Regions from separate parts of the Mus musculus genome. Here region 2 is linked to region 1. Evidence: chromatin contacts called from public Hi-C data. All regions are on one chromosome and are shown on one strand. The core of a region is the stretch at or near the end of the contact, and the rest is flanking DNA. Distances in the headings are between cores, read along the strand shown.

Region 1 (4,351 bases), core at 1,804-4,303:
ACCAAAAAAACATTGCAAGGATGATTGATAACATTGGGACTTTGCTCAAGTTTATTTCTCACAGTTGTGTTAAAAGACTTGTCTTTAGGTCCCTCCTAAGTTAATGAACAATAAATGACAAATCTAAACCAACATTCTGATCTACCAAAACCTCAATCATTTTCCATACATTGATCCAAAACAAGCCTGGTATTTTCAACAAGCAAATTGTAAGTCACCTTTCAATCCATATTTTATCCAACCAAAGTCGTCATTACCATCCTCCCTAGTTCTTTTAACTACATCAATGTAAATTTCTAATTTGTGAGCTCATTTAAAAAATTTGACCCAATGAACATTGCATTCTTTCCACCATTACTCAGCACCTTCCCAAACATGACATGTTCCTTGAATTTTTCAGTGCCACATCCTTTCATGGATCAACTCAACTGCTGCCATTTGAGTCTAGAAATCCTCTACACAGTTGTGGTGGAGTTGAGCAAGAATGGCTGTGTTCTTGAAAAACAACTGGCAGTGTAGATCCTTTACAACTCCTAAGGTAACATGTGGTTATTCCCTTGGGATGAAGAAGTTTTTTTAACTGAAGGAAGAGAGGTTACATAAATTATCAAATATCATATACAGTATATGGAGTCAATTCCTGACTCAAATGTTCCCAAGCATCCCCAGTAGAACTTTTCAGATACCATTTTTTTCAGTAAGTGTTCTCACTTTAGTAGACACTCTTTGAAGCAGATGTTTCAAATACTGTTTGGCTTTAGCCAGTTGCTGTGGGTGAATGCAGGTGCGTATTGTAGCAGTTGTAGTACCATAGATACAAAAGACAATGGTTGACTTTAGGCACACAGAGAAATTGGGTTATTTCTATAACATCTATGCTGGAAATTTGAATCTTTTAGTCCATGTCATTCACACCAATAGAAATAAGGAGTTTGCCTTTCTTTCTTCACTATTTTGCCAAATAAATAAATAAATAAATAAATAAATAAATTATTTTATAGTTTGGAGTATGGTGGTATACACTGGCAATCCAAGCACTTATAAAAGAATAAATAGAGGGAAGCAGAGGTAGATAGGGACACAGAGAGACTATTAAAATCTTCTAAGAACTATTCAATATTGTTATTAATGGTTGGTTAATCTTTTAAGCATATGTTGGAAAATTGGGAATTTCTCTTTTCTGATCATGACCTAGATTATCAGTAATCACTTTGGCATTGAGACAGTCTTTAACTCTTAACTTATAATCAGATTGGGAAGCTAATCCTGGATACTCTAGACCAGTTCACAAAAATCCATTCTTTAAATTGAAATTAGAGTTCTCAGAACAAATCTTGGTACCAAAGTCATTATTTCTACAAGTTCCCCAGAAGTAAAACTGATATGATATAGAGACACAGAAATATATTACTTTTGATGAACTGAGTTTCAACATTATGGGAGATGGTAGCAGTGTGTGTAAACAAGCTAGAATGGGGATGAAAGAGAACCAAAGGTTCATTCCACTTTGATCTCAAATGTCTGAGAATGGAGACAGTTAATGATTCTGTTGACAGTTGAAGGTTCTGTTTCATCAAGAAAGGCATTGAGCAGACAAACTTTCTTTTACACTGGAGTCAGCCTTTCTCTTTTATTCAGATCTTCCATTGATTAGATGAGGTCCACTTATATTAGAGAGAATAATTTCTTTACTCAATCCACTGATTCATATGTTAATCTTATCCAAAAATACCATCACAGAAAAGCCCATAATGATGTTTGACTAAGTAGCTGGATATACACAAACAATTAATCACCATGTTCTTTCTTTCTCTTTCTTTCTTTCTTTCTTTCTTTCTTTCTTTCTTTCTTTCTTTCTTTCTTCCTCTCTCTCTCTCTCTCTCTCTGTCTTTTTCTTTTAAAATTGAGTCAGTCTCATGGTCTTACATACTCCAATCTGATTTGAAGAATTTCTATGTCTTAGAGAAATACTCTTATCCATGAATATGAGGGTATTTGAGGGAAAACACTTTAAAAACTATGAATAAACAAGCTTTAATATTCTAGTGTAAAGAGCCTTTTGTTTGCTTAAAGAAGAGAGCAACACTAGTAACCATGAATCTGAGAGTGTCGGATAGGTTTCAGGAATAGCAAGGATGTAAGAATCGTTTGCTCAGAGATGAGCACTAGAAGTAGCCATGAAATCGATAATGGATATAGCCAGAGATCAGACTACAAATGATCCAACTACAAACAATACATGGATTATGTTCTATTTGAGATGAATAAGACTTGGAAGGATTTGGGTAGGAAATTTATATAAAGTACTTTTGGAAACCATGTAAATTCAGGGTGCAAGAATTACAGTAGGAAGTTAAATAAAGAGCCTGTTATTATGATTTAGTTTTAATACATAGGAAAGGGAATGCAGACTGTCCACTCACTGATGCATGCCCTTAAATGCCCCAGTTTCAATGTTGCTTGCCACATCTACAGTTTCATCTTCCATGCAAACCTTTCCTCTGTGTCTCAGTGTGAAACATGGAAGATATCAAGATCATCAGCCACTGTGATCTTAAAGGCCAGATATTAGCCCTCAGGATTTCCCTTTGCAACATCAGAAGCAGTAGGCTTGTAAGTCTCCAAATATGTGAACCACCACCACAAGTCAACTTTGATTTAAAGCAAAGGAGCTGGCATTGCTTAAAGGTGAGGTCACTGGAACTGGAGCCTTGATGAAGTTTCTCAGAAAGAAAACATTGTGCTGTGTTTGTGTCTCCCTCACATTCCTCTTTCCCTCTCCCCTCACTTCCCACCACATGTGGGTTGGCTGTGCCTGAGGTTCCAGGGATTGAACAAAAACCATTGAAGTTTGGGCATATCAAAGAGTCTATACAAAAACCAAGCAGAACTCCCTTAACCTGAGCACAGTTCTGCAAGTGTTGATTGAAGGAGACAGAGAGGAAGCTACTTTAAGTCTTTTAGAGAAAACAACACTTGGTGTGTGCTCATGGAATTTGCTACATAATGAGGACACTGATTCTCCCTCCATGAGTCAGAGTCTGGCCACTGTAAAACTATGGAGAAAAAAATCCTCTGGGGTTTATGCATAGGCCATGCTTCCAGGTTTGTGACTATATTAACAAGCCCTGGAACCAGGATCCCAGGAAGTCAGGATCCCGGCTTTCATGATTAGCACATCCCTACAGGTCACAGGTACCTCGGGTAGATGGCTTTCATGAGTAGCACATCATTAGATGTCACAGATTCCTTGGGTGGCTAATTTTGCTCTGCTTTGGCATTAGTTGGCTTTTCTGTAAAGTTGAAACAATATGTCCTCTGCAGGGTCATTACATGCATTTGGTGCTATGGTCATAAACCCCAATGTTTCTGGCAACATAGCCCTGCCTTACTGTCATACTTTAAGCAATAATCCGATTTAAGGCTCACTCTGTGTCCATCCTGGTTCTGTTTGGAAATAGAAGAGTGCTTAGTGGAGTAAAATATGCAAAACTATGCCTTTTTTGCAAAATGAAAAATACTGACATTTTCAAATGATAGGCAATATTCCTGATTAATCAGAGGGAAGATAACACTCATACCTCCTTCCTTCTCCAGTTCCCTACCCTATGTGATGTCTTCACTGTGGTATTCACCTAATTGCTCTGAACAAAGTAAATGTTAATTTCTGTTTCATTTAGCCCTGCCATATTCAGTTCACTAGTAACCACTGCCTCTTCGATATTTTGTCCTCTTTTCTCCCTTCCAGTTTTATCAATGTTAATATCACTCAGACTTAAAGCATCCTTAGCTCTCAGGAAGCCTTCTCTCTAACACTTTCCTTATCAGCTTTCTAACCTAATCCCCAAAATGGTTAAAGATGACTTTCAAAAACATTTATCTTCTAAAGGAATCACATTCCATTTCTTTTCTAAAACCTTCAAGTCACTGGGTTTCAAACTCCTCAGCATGTCTAATGATGCTATAAGTGACCTGGTATTTCTCCACTTCAGTCATTGTACAGTGATCTCTCTAGTACGTCGCTCAGTCCCACACACATGGCATCGATGCTGTGATCACATACATATGTCAGTTCAAGGCATTTCCTGAGCTTTTCCTTGAATGTGTTGAGAAGCTCTGCCTCTAATACACTGAGTGGTTATGTCCTTCTTGCTTGGACCCTTTTCAGCTCAAACTTCTTGACCTCTACAGGGCTTCTCTGACTGCCCAGTCACACAAACACTAATTTTGCATCAGTTTCTTACTCTGCTGCCCTTTCCTTCCTTACCATCATTAGAAATTATAATGTTCCTGACGGTTGGTTTGTATCTTTTTGATGTATTTTCACTCAAATCAGAAACTCCATGAAAAT
Region 2 (4,408 bases), core at 117-2,616, 300 kb before region 1:
CAAGTAGAACAAAACCAGGTTATTCTCTATTACCAAGAACTGAAAAGAAAGTGTTACAATCCCCAACAAACCATATTTTTGGTCATGATAAGAAAATTTGAAAGTGGGTGCCATTATATTGCCAAAAGAGTAAAATTCCAGAGCAACAAAGGAGGATTCTTCAGATTTTTAAGATATTTTAAACTTTAAAAAATATAGAATACAGTATTTTAAAAATTAAAAACCGATTAAAGAATATAATACATGCGCAAATCAAGATATTTTGCTGACAGTGTTTATTTCCCTGTCCTATACCAGGTATTTCATTGTAACAAAGAGTAAAATTGGTAACTTGAGTTCTCATGTAGTTAATAAGAATGTGTTTGGTTTTTAGAAGTTAGCAGCTTACAAAAGCCTTCAATAAAGGAATCTTTAGACTATAAGAATGGAAAACTACTGTCATTTCAGCTTTAGTATGACAGTGATTACACTCTCCCCATCTCTAGTTATCATCTGTCCACCTGTCCATCAATTAGCATGATGCTGAGAACACAGAAGGAGATCAGAAGACAGCTTCCCACTCCCTGTCTTGCTAGCATGAACTATCAGATCACTAGAGAGAAGGAAATAGACTTGATTTGTAGGGGACCAGCATTTATAATTAATAGTTGTATTTGTTAGTTACAGATATTCAATTTCACAACTAGAGGGATTATTAGATAATGGCTTATACAAAGAGACCTAGCTTTGGATGGGTGCATTTTTGTACTATTTGATATATTTATAGAGTCTTTGCATTCCAAGATGCTGTGCTCTGCTCTCAACTGTCTCTTCTCTGATAGGATGAAATGTTTTTCATGGATTAAATCTATTTTCTTCTCAAACTGTCTGATGCTGAACATATTTGTGAGTCACCAAAATGTGATAGCTTGTGACTCTTGCTCATAGGAGCCTTATGTCTGAGAGACATTCCCTTCCATATATGGGCTACTTGGCTGTCAGACAAACCTTTGTTCAATTCTAGGATCAATGCTATATATGGGGTTTTGTTTTAGTTCAAAAAAACATTAGGCTAATTGCAACCTCAGATACAATGAAACTTCCAACTGATACTCATTATTTTACTCATTAAAAATACAGTGCAAACCTATTCTGACCAAATATTAGTAAACATGAAGTTAATATGGTATAGACATTAATGTAAGATATAAACACAGAGGTCGATCTAGGTACAACTTTGGTTATAACAAAGGAGTAATAATTCTAATCAAAGGAGTAAGATGAGAATTCCAAAAAAAAAAGTGTGAGTCTCTTTGCTGAAAACATACAATGGGAGCTTCCCTAGTGAGCAGCTGGACCAAACTTGATCTGTGGGTTGCACATTAAACCTTTACTCATCATTCCCAAGAAAAGGTCATCAAGTATTATCATCATTATCATGTAGAAACAGATGTTTAGAGTGAATTAATGTGTCTACATTGCTAACTTCCAAATCATTACAGAGCTTTTAGGAAGCAGCTATAAAATATACCCCCAAAACCCAATTAAAAGGTCTGACACAAATCTGAACTCTATTATAAGCTCAGTCCTTTTCCCCCTAAGAAGGAGGAAAATATTTAGTTTTAGAAATATTCCAATTGACTGGAGTTATATGCATTCTGGTCAGTTCCAGTGATCCCTTGCTATTACTTACTTGCTGGCTGATGTAAGTGCTTGGGGATTTGTGGAAGAAGGAACATAGATATAGCCTTTGTCATCACCTCTTACACTTTTGATTTTATGTACATGGTTGATTTTCTTGATGTATGTTTGTATTCAATACGTGTGTCTCCTGCCTATAGAAGCTAGAAGAGAGCATCAGATGCCTTGGACCTGGAATTACAGACAGTTGTGAGCCTCCATATGGGTGCTGGAGATTGAATTTGGGTTTTCTGGAGAAGCATTAAATCCTATTAACTGATATGCCATCTCTGCATCCCCAATCACCACCTTTATATACAATCTTATAACAGCTTCTTTTTGGGTTCATCACCCCATCTCTTCTTTCAATGTGTATGGTAAATTTTCTGAAAGTCATTAGTCATGTGTGTGTTTTATAAAAATGTATTTTATTATGTGTATATCCACACACATCTTAGTTCAGGTTTCCATGGAATTAGAAAGAAGAAAGCAGATCTCCGTAGAACTGGAGGCACGAGCTGCCCAATGTGGATGCTGTGAACCAAACTCAAGTCCTCAACACCAATGACATGATCTCTTAATAGTTAAGCTATCTCTTCAGTCCCAAGTTCCCAATGCATGTGCCTTTTAATAAGAAAACCAAAGGAATCCATGATCATATTTCTCTGATCATTGTTAATAGAATGCAATGAAAACAAGGAGAAAGATGTCATCTTTTCACTCACTTTTACACTCATCTCTATACACACAGGGTGTGTGTAGAGGTGTAAATAAGTACATGAATAAAAACAACGTAAAGGGGTTGAAGAAGAAGAGCAGGAGGAGAAGAACAAAAAGAAGGAAGAGGAGGAGGAGGAGACAGTAAGAGATAAGTTGGGTCACAGTGAAGAATTGAGCTTTGAAGCTGTGAGTACTAATTTTGAATATCAACTTTATTGAATTTAGAGGCATTCTGATAACTAATACTGCATTAACTGTTTCCAGTCTTCCAGTAAGCAGCAAGTAGATTATTTCTCTTCTAAACAGAAAATCTAAGAGATTTCCATTAGATTAGAGTGGTTGGGAGACTCATGCTCTGTCTGTAAGGAAGCTTCTGAGGGCAGTGTCATTTGAATCAATGGGCTGCAAGGGGCTATGTTATCCTTGATATAAACAGTCATTATCCAAGATGGTGACTAAGAACCAAGGGCACAGTTAAGTCTAACTTCTCCTGACTTTGCATATTAGAACTTTGGATCTAACACTGTCCCTGGTGGCAGGCTAAGCACTTGAACTTTGAAACTTAGACTAAGAGCTACACTCCCAGATTCCTTGGTTCTAAGGATTTTGCAATGATACTAGTATGTTATAGGAGGGTCCTTGGTCATGTGGCCTATGGCTGAGCATGTATGAGACTTATATGCCTCCTTGCATAGTCAATTCTCCAAATAGAAGGATATTATCTATCATCCATTGCTACGCTCTCCGGTCGAGTCAGCTGGACAAGCCGAAAGGCTTAAAAGTCACTCATGAGGCAAAAGAGTTTCAAGGAAGCTCTCCTCCTGGAGTCTAGCGTTCTCTACCCATACATTAATTTTTCATTCCTGTGTTCCATTACCGCGTTAGTCTAGTGTATAGATCCACGTGCTCTCTTTCAGTATTTTCCTATTATAAGTGCCTTTTAAAATTAAATTCTGACATGGCTAAATCCTTCCTCCAGTGTTCCAACAGTCCTAGAATGTCCTTGACCAAGATCAAGGGCTTGGAATTCAGTAAGATTGTAAAAGCTAGTCACTCCCTTACACGGGAATTTACTATCACTAAGGAAGAAAGAAGTTTCTGACCGTAGGAGAAACCAGAATAGATATTTAGAATTATAGCTGAGTTACACCTATATACAGGAATTTACAATGGTTTAGGAAGTAGATCTGGCTGTGGTTTTAGAGTATTGCATTATTCATGAGATGGTTAACTAGAACGGAACTCCCTAGTTAGAACCATGACTTGGGTGTGAAAGCCCTTGCCCTAGGAGAGTAAAATTCTCACACCTGGCTTCTAAGACTATAGCTGACCTTAGATAGGGCTGACTCTGTCTCAGTTATTTTATTGCCCAGTTCCTGCCAGTCTTTGCGTTTTCATTCCTCTGTTCTGTGTAAGAGTCTTTAAGCATCCGGTTACCTCATTTGTACCTTGCGGGTATGTCACCCAACTTCCTTATTGTCTTCTGCATAAAAAGTCTGATGCGTGATTTGAAAAATACACTCAGATTCCACACGAACTCTCCTGTGTGCATCTGTTTGTCATTCATCTACGCTTTGCCCACCTACATCGAGAGACCCGTTCCACGCAGACACAGGGACCCAGAGAGTCTGCGGCAATCCATGATGTACCTACCTTTCTATCCACCTGTCTTATACTTATCTATTAATATATTTTTATGTCTACATCATTTATTTTCTATCATTTAGCCATCTATTTTCTTCATCATCTACCTATGTATCTATAATCTGTCTCTTATCTATTTTATATCTATCAATTTCTATGGTCATCCATTAGTTCTCTACTAACCTCCAAATCTATCTATCTATCTATCTATCTATCTATCTATCTATCTATCATCCATCTACATCATATCAGTTCTCTCTGAAGAACTCTGCCATGAACAGAAATAAAATTTCTGGACTTTGATGATTACAAATTACTATATAATATCTTTAATTCTATATCTTCATAAGATAACTGAATCTTCTTGGTGAATTATGACCTATGA

The links. Hi-C and Micro-C count contacts between places; a contact is called where the count stands out from the background.
Region 2: a Hi-C map of the C2C12 cell line shows a contact between it and region 1, with 2.6 times the contacts expected there. The contact joins two enhancer-like sites. A contact is called at or near these places in 2 of 484 Hi-C or Micro-C datasets (the C2C12 cell line and embryonic fibroblasts) and 1 of 115 datasets of contacts at active chromatin or transcription factors (embryonic fibroblasts).

The regions. Positions count from the first base shown.
Region 1 is chr4:64,634,128-64,638,478 of GRCm38.p6, reverse strand. No RefSeq gene overlaps it. Among named protein-coding and RNA genes, the nearest start is that of Gm23950, 190 kb to the right of the region's middle. Within about 2 kb of position 3,053, at least 45 of the 459 cell types and tissues checked have an H3K27ac peak or open chromatin away from gene starts, as enhancers often do. A contact at or near this core is called in the C2C12 cell line, where this site is marked.
Region 2 is chr4:64,930,624-64,935,031 of GRCm38.p6, reverse strand. No RefSeq gene overlaps it. Among named protein-coding and RNA genes, the nearest start is that of Pappa, 190 kb to the left of the region's middle. Within about 2 kb of position 1,366, at least 7 of the 459 cell types and tissues checked have an H3K27ac peak or open chromatin away from gene starts, as enhancers often do. A contact at or near this core is called in the C2C12 cell line, where this site is marked.